3 separate regions of the Mus musculus genome follow, and all the other regions are linked to region 3. A link is a contact called in public promoter capture Hi-C data. All regions are on one chromosome and are shown on one strand. Each heading gives the region's core, a stretch centred on a gene start, on an enhancer-like site or on the middle of the called end of the contact. The rest is flanking DNA. Distances are from core to core; before and after follow the strand shown. Region 1 overlaps Runx2 (runt related transcription factor 2). Region 2 holds the start of Runx2os3 (a long non-coding RNA gene). Region 3 has its middle 14 kb from the start of Gm41582.

The links. Promoter capture Hi-C pulls out the DNA fragments that hold promoters and counts their contacts.
Region 1: a promoter capture Hi-C map of maxillary cranial neural crest shows a contact between it and region 3. The contact joins two enhancer-like sites. A contact is called at or near these places in 5 of 39 promoter capture datasets (cranial neural crest, frontonasal cranial neural crest, liver and 2 more).
Region 2: a contact with region 3 is called in a promoter capture Hi-C map of liver, with 5 times the contacts expected there. The contact joins the promoter of Runx2os3 here to the enhancer-like site in region 3. A contact is called at or near these places in 8 of 39 promoter capture datasets (the 3T3-L1 cell line, the C10 cell line, cranial neural crest and 4 more).

The regions. Positions count from the first base shown.
Region 1 is chr17:44,708,487-44,711,611 of GRCm38.p6, reverse strand. The region is part of intron 3 of Runx2 (runt related transcription factor 2); the gene reads left to right. Among named protein-coding and RNA genes, the nearest start is that of Runx2, 27 kb to the left of the region's middle. Within about 2 kb of position 1,596, at least 161 of the 459 cell types and tissues checked have an H3K27ac peak or open chromatin away from gene starts, as enhancers often do.
Region 2 is chr17:44,560,564-44,563,513 of GRCm38.p6, reverse strand. Runx2os3 (a long non-coding RNA gene) reads right to left here and starts at 1,539. Exons shown (of 2, transcript XR_876810.3): 1 at 1,408-1,539; 2 at 803-962. It also overlaps a transcript of Runx2 not described here.
Region 3 is chr17:45,275,889-45,279,078 of GRCm38.p6, reverse strand. No RefSeq gene overlaps it. Among named protein-coding and RNA genes, the nearest start is that of Gm41582, 14 kb to the right of the region's middle. Within about 2 kb of position 1,363, at least 5 of the 459 cell types and tissues checked have an H3K27ac peak or open chromatin away from gene starts, as enhancers often do.

The DNA of each region.
Region 1 (3,125 bases), core at 347-2,846, 570 kb after region 3:
CAGAGGCCAGAAAAGGACTTTGGAGCTTTTGGGGCTGGAGTCACAGGTCATTGTGAGCTTCCCAGTGGGGGTGCCTGAGAACCCCAACATGGTCCTCTGCAAGACCAGTGAGTGCTCTTAGCTGCTGAATTTTCCCTCCAGCCCTTCCTCCATATTCCTGAGACATGTCTGCTGGCAGAAGTTTTACCTTACTACACTGAAGGCAGGGGTCAAAGCAGTGTCTCCTTGCTCTTTGTGTAGCTCTATTGGGTTCTGGGCTGTCCCCCAGGCCTATGAAGTGCTGGAGAGGACTGGAGGGTTAAGGCTTTCTCTTCCTCATTCCAGATAACATCTGGGATGGCTCACCCTTCTTCTCTGCCATTACTTTGTATCCTTCTTGAGCTTTTTCTGATGGCTGGCCGTGACTTTTGCTTGCTTAGGAATGGTGGATGAGTATTTAGAGACTGGTCACTCGTGAACAGAGGTGGGCGGGGACAGGTAAGCTGTGTCACATGGATGAAGTGTAGAAACACTTTAAGATTATGTGCTGTTTCTGGGAGAGCTTCCTATCTCTACATCCCTGCTGTCTATGAAGGCATTTCCTGGGCCCTGTACTGATGCCAGTAGCCTGAAGTCTAGTTTTCCCTGAGAAACATGAATAAAAAGCCCTTAAGTTCTCCCTCTATGTCTCTGCCTGCCTGCCTGTCAGTCTATCTGTCTGTCTGTCTCTCTTTCTCTGTGTCTGTGTGTACATATTCATGTACACACATGTGTGTGGGGTGCATGTACACATGTAAGTGTGTATGTGTGTGTGTCTGTGTGTGTGTGTCTGCATGCACATGTGTAGGTAACTGTGTGGTGGTGGGTGTACATGCTTACATATGAATGTGTGTGCGTGTGTGCATATAGCACAAGTGTGTGGGGTCTACATGCACATTTGTGAGCGTTGTGTGAAGGTCAAAGGTTAATGTCGTTTCTGAGGCCAGGTCTCTCACTGAGTCTGCAGATGAGTCCCTAGGATCTTCACGGGTCTTCCACCTCAGCCCTGGCACCTCAGGCCTGCACTGCTGTGCTCAGCCTTTAATGCGGGTGTGAGGAACTCTGCACTCAGGCCTCAGGTTTGTGTAGCAGGCCTTTACTAATCAGACCGTCTCCTCAGCCCTAAGCATTTGACTACTAGATTTTCACCTGGCTTGCTCACTGTTTTCCAAGGTCCCCAAGCAAAGGAAATTACAGGCAAGTTCCATATTTTGATATTTGCAAACTTGCATCTATAAAGAGCAGCTTGATTGGTATAGATGCCAGTCATTTGGCCCCCTACTATATAAAATATTATTTTAAAATTCTAGTAACAGCAGGAAGATCCCTTCCCGTACTCACCCCCTCTCTTTAAGGAAACAGTGCTGGTGGAGGTTGGCCCTGGTGTCTGGTAGAATTTGGTGGAATGTGCTCTCTAGAAGAGCAGTTTTAAATCTCTTTCAGTACTTTTCTTTCTGTTGTTGACTGACTGTCAGGAGCTGGGAAGGTGGCCAAGAAGGAAATGACACATCGAGAGGCATTTTGCGTTGTGCAAGAGTCTGGGACTGATGCAAGGCTATATGGCCTGTTTACACATTCCTTCGCTAGCAGACTGCATGGCAGTAATTTAATTCAGGAGCGCATGGCATGCTGCAGCAAGGAGCTATGGCCTTAGCATCCTTTCATGGCAAATTATCACAGCCGTTAAAACATGCTCATGTCCCTCCTGTGCACTCCCCTGGCTACCCCCCCCCCCCCCCCCGCTAGGCTTGCTTTCTCATCGCCTGGGACTGGAGTTAACAGCAGCCTTGCTGGGGAGGCCCACTTTCCACATGCATCCCATCCCAGTTGATGGATTTATTTCTAACTAAATATAGCATTCAAATGATACGTGTGTTCTAGGGTTCTCAATCCACACGCAGGCTCCATTCGAATGTGTCAGTACTTTCTCAGGTCAGGAACGGTTTGTTCTTAAAATAGTGCTAGGGACTGAAAAAAAAAGATTGATTTTTTTTTAAAATGGGGAGGTTTCTTATTTATGAAAATGGCTTTTCTTTCTTCTGAGAAACAACTTGTGATAGATCACTGAGAGATCCCTTGCTTCTGTTTTGGGTCATGTAGTATTTTACCCAGTGGCTACTTGATTTGTATAGCATAGTTTATACTGACAGATGATAGTGGGAGAGAGAGTGATTGTTTTACTTTTTTTTTGTGGCCATAATTGTTCCTAGGTAGGATTTTCATATTGATGACATTTATGCTGTCAACTGAAGCATGGCTTTCCCTTCACATAAAATTCACGTGTAAGTTTTAATTGGGGCAACTTATGGGAACGTAATTGTTCTTGACTTTGAAGTGATTTGGGAAGCAAAGAGAACATAAAAACACTGAGTTCTTAAGGATTAATACGGCCTTTATAAATGATGGTTAAAAGAAGAGACTCTTTATGATGTGGCGCCCAAGTAGCAAGTGAAAGGCTACCCTGTGCTTCTGGTAACCTCTCTACTAGTCTGCTGTTCTCTACTAGTCTGCTGTTCTCTGGTGCTGAAAGCCTATTTGCTAGTAGACCAAAGCCTTTCCGTTAAAAATTGAAGGTTGAGGCTTTAACTTATAACATCTCCAGAAACAGTTAAGTCAGGCTTGTGTTCATGAGCAAAATAAATAAATAAATAAATGTGATGGGAACCTCCTTCTGTAGGAGCAGAGTTCAAGGCAGAGAGGAAGAATTGCTGAGTGATTTCTACTTGCCAAGGTCTTGGCAAGTAAGATGTAGAAAGTAAACAGAGACAGCCAGAGTGCACGCATCATAAGTCTCTGCTCCTCTTGGAGACCTCGGACACCAGCATTAAGCACCGTCGTTGGCTGTGGGTCGGTTCTCACAGGGGGCTGAGTGTACTGTTCATGGCTGGTACACTACTTCAGAATATGTTTTTGTTATTGTTGCTGCTGCTGTAATTTTAAAGTAGGAGTGGTTTTTTTTTTTGTTTTTTTTTTTTTTGTGGTGGTTGTGGTGGTGGGGCGTCTATATTTTGAACTTACCTTCTCTTGCAAAGATTTCCTGCCATAGAATTTTCCTTGTCTAGTTTTATTCTAGATACACATGGCGCCTCTTCCCCTCCGAGGAGGAA
Region 2 (2,950 bases), core at 290-2,789, 720 kb after region 3:
TTAAAACACACCCCCCGTCATTCAAATATTTTAGCAAATGTCCTGGCTTCCCTCCACTACCAAAATGAAAGTGAAGGTGAAGTCATTTAGGGGCCGCTAGAGGAGAGTTCTCACCCACCATGGCTGCCCATAGATCTAAATGTTTCACAGGAGACGCAATTAAACAGTAATGAGACCCCAATTCACCAAAGCATCGTATTTTCTGGTGCTTTTCATCACCCACTCTGCCCGGCAATTTAATGATGAGTTTAGGATATGATCTCTTCCCATAGGCACGGCTCCCACCTCTGCTATTTTTATTGTACTTGGGTCCTGGAATTTAGATGGCCTAAGTGTCTGAAAAGAGCATAGGCGAGGCTTTTCTAACCAAGCTACTAGTTGCTTTCTGCATAAACCTTGGCTTTGCTGTGACACAAAGCTGTTGGATAGAAGTCTTTAGGAAGGAGCCTGTCCATCATTTGATGGCAGTGCGCCTTCAAGATGGTCCCTGTGATATAACCCCAAGGAAGGACCCCAAATCCTGTGGGGCACAGCAGGTACTTCTTTGTTCTCTGTTTGCTCCAGAATAAATCCTGTCTTGTGTCATGAGGTACACATACCACCCCTCTCTCTGTGGGGTGTGTGTGTGTGTGTGTGTGTGTGTGTGTGTGTGTGTGTGTGTGTTAGTGTTATAGGCTAGAGGTTGACTTTGGGAGCCATTCTCAACTGCTCTGCCCCTCATTTTTATTCTTGAGATGGTGCCTCTCATTGAAATGGGGACTTATTTTGTGTGGCTGGGTGGCCAATGAGCCCTAGGGACCTGCCTAGCTCTGCATTCCTAGATCAGAGGCTCCTGATGCGTGTCACCATGCATGGCTTTTACATGACTTCTGGGGATCAGAAGTCAAGTCCCCATGAGCTTGCAGCAGACTCTTCATCAAATGAGCCCAGACTGTCCATCCTCCCAAGGTGCCTGGAGATTCCTGCAGGAGATACCATAGGTCTTGACTTAGATCTTTAGCTTTCTGGCAGACCCTTCTGAGCCCAACAGCCTTGGAACACACCTCTGCACCTCCCATCCCTTCTTCCCTTCTCAAAGTCCTTCCCTTGGGGCCCTTAAAGGCACCCTTCAGTTTATCTCCAGCTCACTGTAGGGCATCGCTGTGGGATCTGCATATCTCCCAAGTCTCATCTGTGGGATCTTTCGAGAGGCAATTCTTCCAAGGGTGAGTTTCAGGGGGAAGAAAGCTATGAGCTCTAGGGAAAGGAGCAGAGTGTCCTGTCTTTTCCTTGACACAGAGACCCCCCCAATGAATGCATGTATGTGCATATGTGTGGCTAAAAATCAGCCAGCAGCCTACTCATCCCATCTGCCTGTGAGGAATAACAATTCTGAAACAAGTCCCCCCTGGGAACACAGCATCTCACTTATCTGAGTAGAAAGATGAAGCTCCAGTATCTCTGAGGAGAGGGAGCCTGGCTTGGCTAATGGGATTGACAGCATCACTGCTATGCTGTCTAGGTTATTCAGCAGACATTTCCCATAATTGAACAATGGAATCTTCGCAAACAGAATGCCAGGCGGCAGGTCCTCTGTGACATCGAAATTCACTGTGAAGAAACTGAGATGTCATCTTAAAGTTGCACAGGTATTCTTTTAGGGTGTCCGCAAACAGCTCATTGAGAGATTTGGAGGATGGCTAGAGACAAAGGCAAGGAGAAAGCTGGTGCCCGAAGAAAGACCTGGGATTGAAAGATACTCTCAAAGTTGCAGGAAGCCGGGTCTCGAAAAATGGCTCAGGGATCAAGAGCACATACTGCTCCTATAGAGACCTGGAGTTCCCAGGAAACGTGTCAGGTTGCCCACAGCTGCCTGCATCTCTTGTATCCTGGAGTCTGACATCCTCTTCTGGATATCATGGGTACCTGCATTCATGCATATACCCACACACAGATACACATGTATAAACACATTTAAATATATTTATTTAACCATATGTGTGTGTGTGTGTGTGTGTGTGTAATTTTTAAAGAGAGGTGTAGAAACCAGAAGAGAGGGGAAATTAAAGAGAAGAACTCTGAGAATTGTACTTGTAAAGGGAAGGTAGGAAAGGGATACTGGAAATCTGCTCTCTGGCTAGTGAGTTCCGGGAAATGTTGTGTACAGAAGCTGAGGCTATGCCAATCAAGGCCTGTGACGTCACCTGCATCTATCAGTCAATCAAGGCCTGTGACGTCACCTGCATCTATCAATCAGTCTAGCCCCCACAGCCCGAGTGGATTTGCTTGATGTTGTTATATATGTTTTGGTGAACTGTCCTCTCCCGTATGAGAGACTATGTTAATCCTTCAAGTGTTTTCTCCATGGGAACACCTGATTTCCAGCAAGGAGCTGGGCACAGTAACACATGCCTGTAATTCCACTGTTGGAGGGGCTGAAGCAGATGGATTACTGTGGGTATAGAGGCTATGTTGGATAACAGTGTAGTGAGTTCTAGGTCAGCCTGGGTTATATAGAGTGAGACCTCATTTCATAAAAAATACTTATAGAGAAAAGAGTTTATACCAGTAAGAGTTTTTAAAATTCAGGTGCTTGTTAATTAATTGTTTAGTGTTTGTATGCACACACATTCGTGCGTGCAGGTGTGCAAGTGCGCTCATGTCTACTTGTGTAGAGGCTAGAAGAGGGCACCAGCTCCCACGAAGCAGGACTTATAGATGTTTGAAGGTGATTGGCTTGTTATGTGGGTGCTGGGATCTGAACCCTGGTCCCCACGATTAGACAGCAAGTACTCTTAACCACTGAGTTATCTCTCCAGCCCCTCTTTAAGTCTAGCTATAAAAGATATTTCTAACTTGCCTATCACTGTGAGGATAGAGTCTGTGTGTCATGCAGGTGGCTCTGAAGTTGGACAGTTTCGTGCATGCCAGCACAAAAGCATCCACGCTGAGCTTCCTCAAACAAACACTT
Region 3 (3,190 bases), core at 114-2,613:
CAAATCTCAGTCCCTGGAACTTGTTCTTCTGTACCTATATGTTACTCATTTGTGATGGTCGAAACTTTTCTCAACTGTAAGTTTTGGGGTAATGACTGTTCGTGTGCATGTGTGTGGTCCCTGGCCTTGCCCATGCCCGGTAAGTGATCAACCACTGAGCTACATCCCAGCCCTTGAGATGTTTCCAGATTTCAGAAATCTAGAAGGAAATACAATTGCATATGCTCCTGTATTTTGCTTTTGAAAGGAACCGTTCTCTCTGTGTACATATCTGTAAGCAGTGATCTCTCTCTCTCTCTCTCTCTCTCTCTCTCTCTCTCTCTCTCTCTCTCTCTGTGTGTGTGTGTGTGTGTGTGTATGCATGTGTGCATTTTGCATCTTGTTGGATCCTGGGAACAGACAGACAGAAATATCAATAAGATTGGTAGCAGGCATGGGTCTGATAGAGGCTGTAGAATGTGGCTCTTACTACATCAGAGAAAGATGGTAGGAAACTATAGAAAGATGAGTGCTCAAACAACCCTTGCGACCTTAGGGACCCAGCAGTTTTCCAGAACATCCCACATTGCTCTTCCCCCTGGCATGGCACGCCCTACTTAATCCTGCCTGTTCTAGGAGGATCTGAACCCCTTACACCTCCCAGATCTGTTTCAGAGGCACTAAAGTGACCTACGTAAGATCTGAATCCCCATCCCCTTAGCAGGCCAGCAGGAGAGGTGACAGAATAAGCCAGGCCTGGACTGGCAGAGGGACTCAGTCTGAAATCTGGCTGGCCTTTGATGTGGGGCCATGAGGATCTTGTTCTGCATCACTCAAGAGGCTATAGGGGCACAGCAGGTCACTAATGTTGGGGTCTGTGTCTTCCTGCCCACGCCTTCTGCAAACCTCAGCTTCTGAATATACTAGAAAGGCAACATCCAAAGCCCCCTACATCTCCTCCTAGAGGTTTCCCGGGACTCCCTCAGCCCTTGCCGCTGTAGTCTGTCACCCAGGCCTAGGAAGTGTTACTTGGGGACAAGTTTCCAGTGAAGGGAAGAAGAGTAACATCGCATCCTGGCAGGGCACTGAGGCAGGAGGTGTTGGGGCAGACCCCATAAGCCGAGTAGTGGACCAAGACATCAGCATCCCCATATGCCAAGGCATGTGTCCTTTCAAGTGGTCAGCTCAATGCATTTTGAGCTTGTCTTTGATTGCCCCAGGAGCCTCATGGGAATAGCTGTAACATTTTACATTTTCCACCCCCCCCCCCAATTCATTTCTCTCCTGGTACACCTTTCTGCACCATGCCTGATTCATCCTAGGGCCAACCTCCCTCCCCATTCAGCTACATGCGAGGTCATGCCAGCTAGGCAGAAGGATGCCAGGAGTAAGATTTACAGCCCAGTGACCAGCAGAGTACCACATACAGTGATGCTCAGGCCGGGTCTGCTGAGCTGGAGGTGAAGATCCTGAAGTCAAATGCAGGACCTTTGGACATGGAAAGTTACATCTATTGTCAAGTATTTTCAACCCCCTCTTTTTTCACAGAAAACAATATTAAAACACTGTCGCCCCTCAGTCCTTGCCCTGGCTTCTCTCAAGCTTGGCTTTTGACGTTGATTTTCCCATTTCAGAATTGATATAGAATTCCCGAAGATAACCAAACTGCTATTTAGACATTTTAAAGATGCAATTTGAGTTCCAGGCAGGAGAAAGGGGTGGATAAAAGAGATTATATGATAATGATACGGCTGTGGGAAGCCTGTCAGATAAAATGTGTTTTCTCTGGTGGGCAGACTATTTCTGGAGCCGTTCTGGGTCCCTCCACTGAGGGATGTGTTTATCCTAATGGGAAGCAGGACTGAGTTAGGCCGCAGGGCCCTGCACGGCTTTTTAACATCTTAAGACACCACAAGAGACGTTTGTGGTGGTCAGAGGATGCATTTAGTGTGCTCTTGGCCCTTTCAGTGTGCTCTGACTTGGCTCTGACAGGATCGGGCTGAAGGAGAGAAGTCTGAAGTGGGGGAAAGTGTGTCTCTCCAGATGTGCCTGTGAGAGACTTCTGGGTACAAGGAAAAAGTCAGCTCACACCATCTCGCACTATAAGCAGAGATGTTTGATCTCACAGTAGCCCAGAGCCAAGGCTTCAAGTGGAGCATGATCTAAGCTCCGGCTGCTTCCCTGCTCTGTCCCATCTGCTCTTTTGTTCTTGTGTTGGCTCTACTTACAGTCACAAGATGGTGACTGGTAGCACTTTCAACAGAGGAACCTGTCCCCTTCCGTTTAAATGAGCTGTTTTAAGCCACCACTCTAACTAGTAGCAGCTAACTAGTTGCTCCCATCGTAGGCTCCATGGTCTACCCAGGGTTCTAACACAACGCAAGGACGGAGCTTGGAGTCATCCTTTCACCTCAGACTGGGGCTAGGGTGCTACACAAGGGACAGGACCTTGACTAGACTCTGCCAGGAGTTAGTTAGTTAGTTAGTTAGTTAGTTAGTCTAGTTAGAAATGAAGGTTGTTAAGTGACCAGCAGCTATCACAGCTAGAAACTTGGAAGTGGAGATCTAGCAGAGCCTGCCAAGGCCGAGAGACCAACCCTTCTGGTTCAGAACTGATGGGATCCAGACACTAATACAAAGATTAAAAGTACACATGTGTATAAAACACACACGTTACATTTCAGCCTTCTCTCCCGTTGAATTGACACAGTAATGTGGACATATACTTTGCAAAGAATTGTTGCTTCGTGAGTGAACCCTAGCCACCTAGGCTGGCCAACCCGGGCTTTGCTTCCTTCACAGTGGAACAGGGACACGTGCAGCTCCTTCTCTGCTTCCCAATAGCGCTCTGACCTAAGTTGGCCTTGCTGATGTTCCCTATGGAAGATGTGAAGGCCAACTTCTCTAGAGCTAGCTGTTAATCACCGCTCTACTTAGCACAACGGAGTCTGAGCCTCCTGGGCCCAAAAGATGGGCTTGAACTCTTGAACAGGAATTCATCTTAACTCATGACCCAGATCTATCCAGGAGGTCTGGAGAATGGTCAGGGACAGAGTTAAGGGTAGAGCCTAACTGTGTGCCTGAGATAGCAGGGACCGGGATGGAGCGACCATGATGGAAGACAGAGATGGGAGAGGTATTCTGGGGGCCAAGAGAATGTTCTGGAAGATTGGTGGGCTTCTGTGTTCTGGGTTAGACGTTCTGCTTTGGT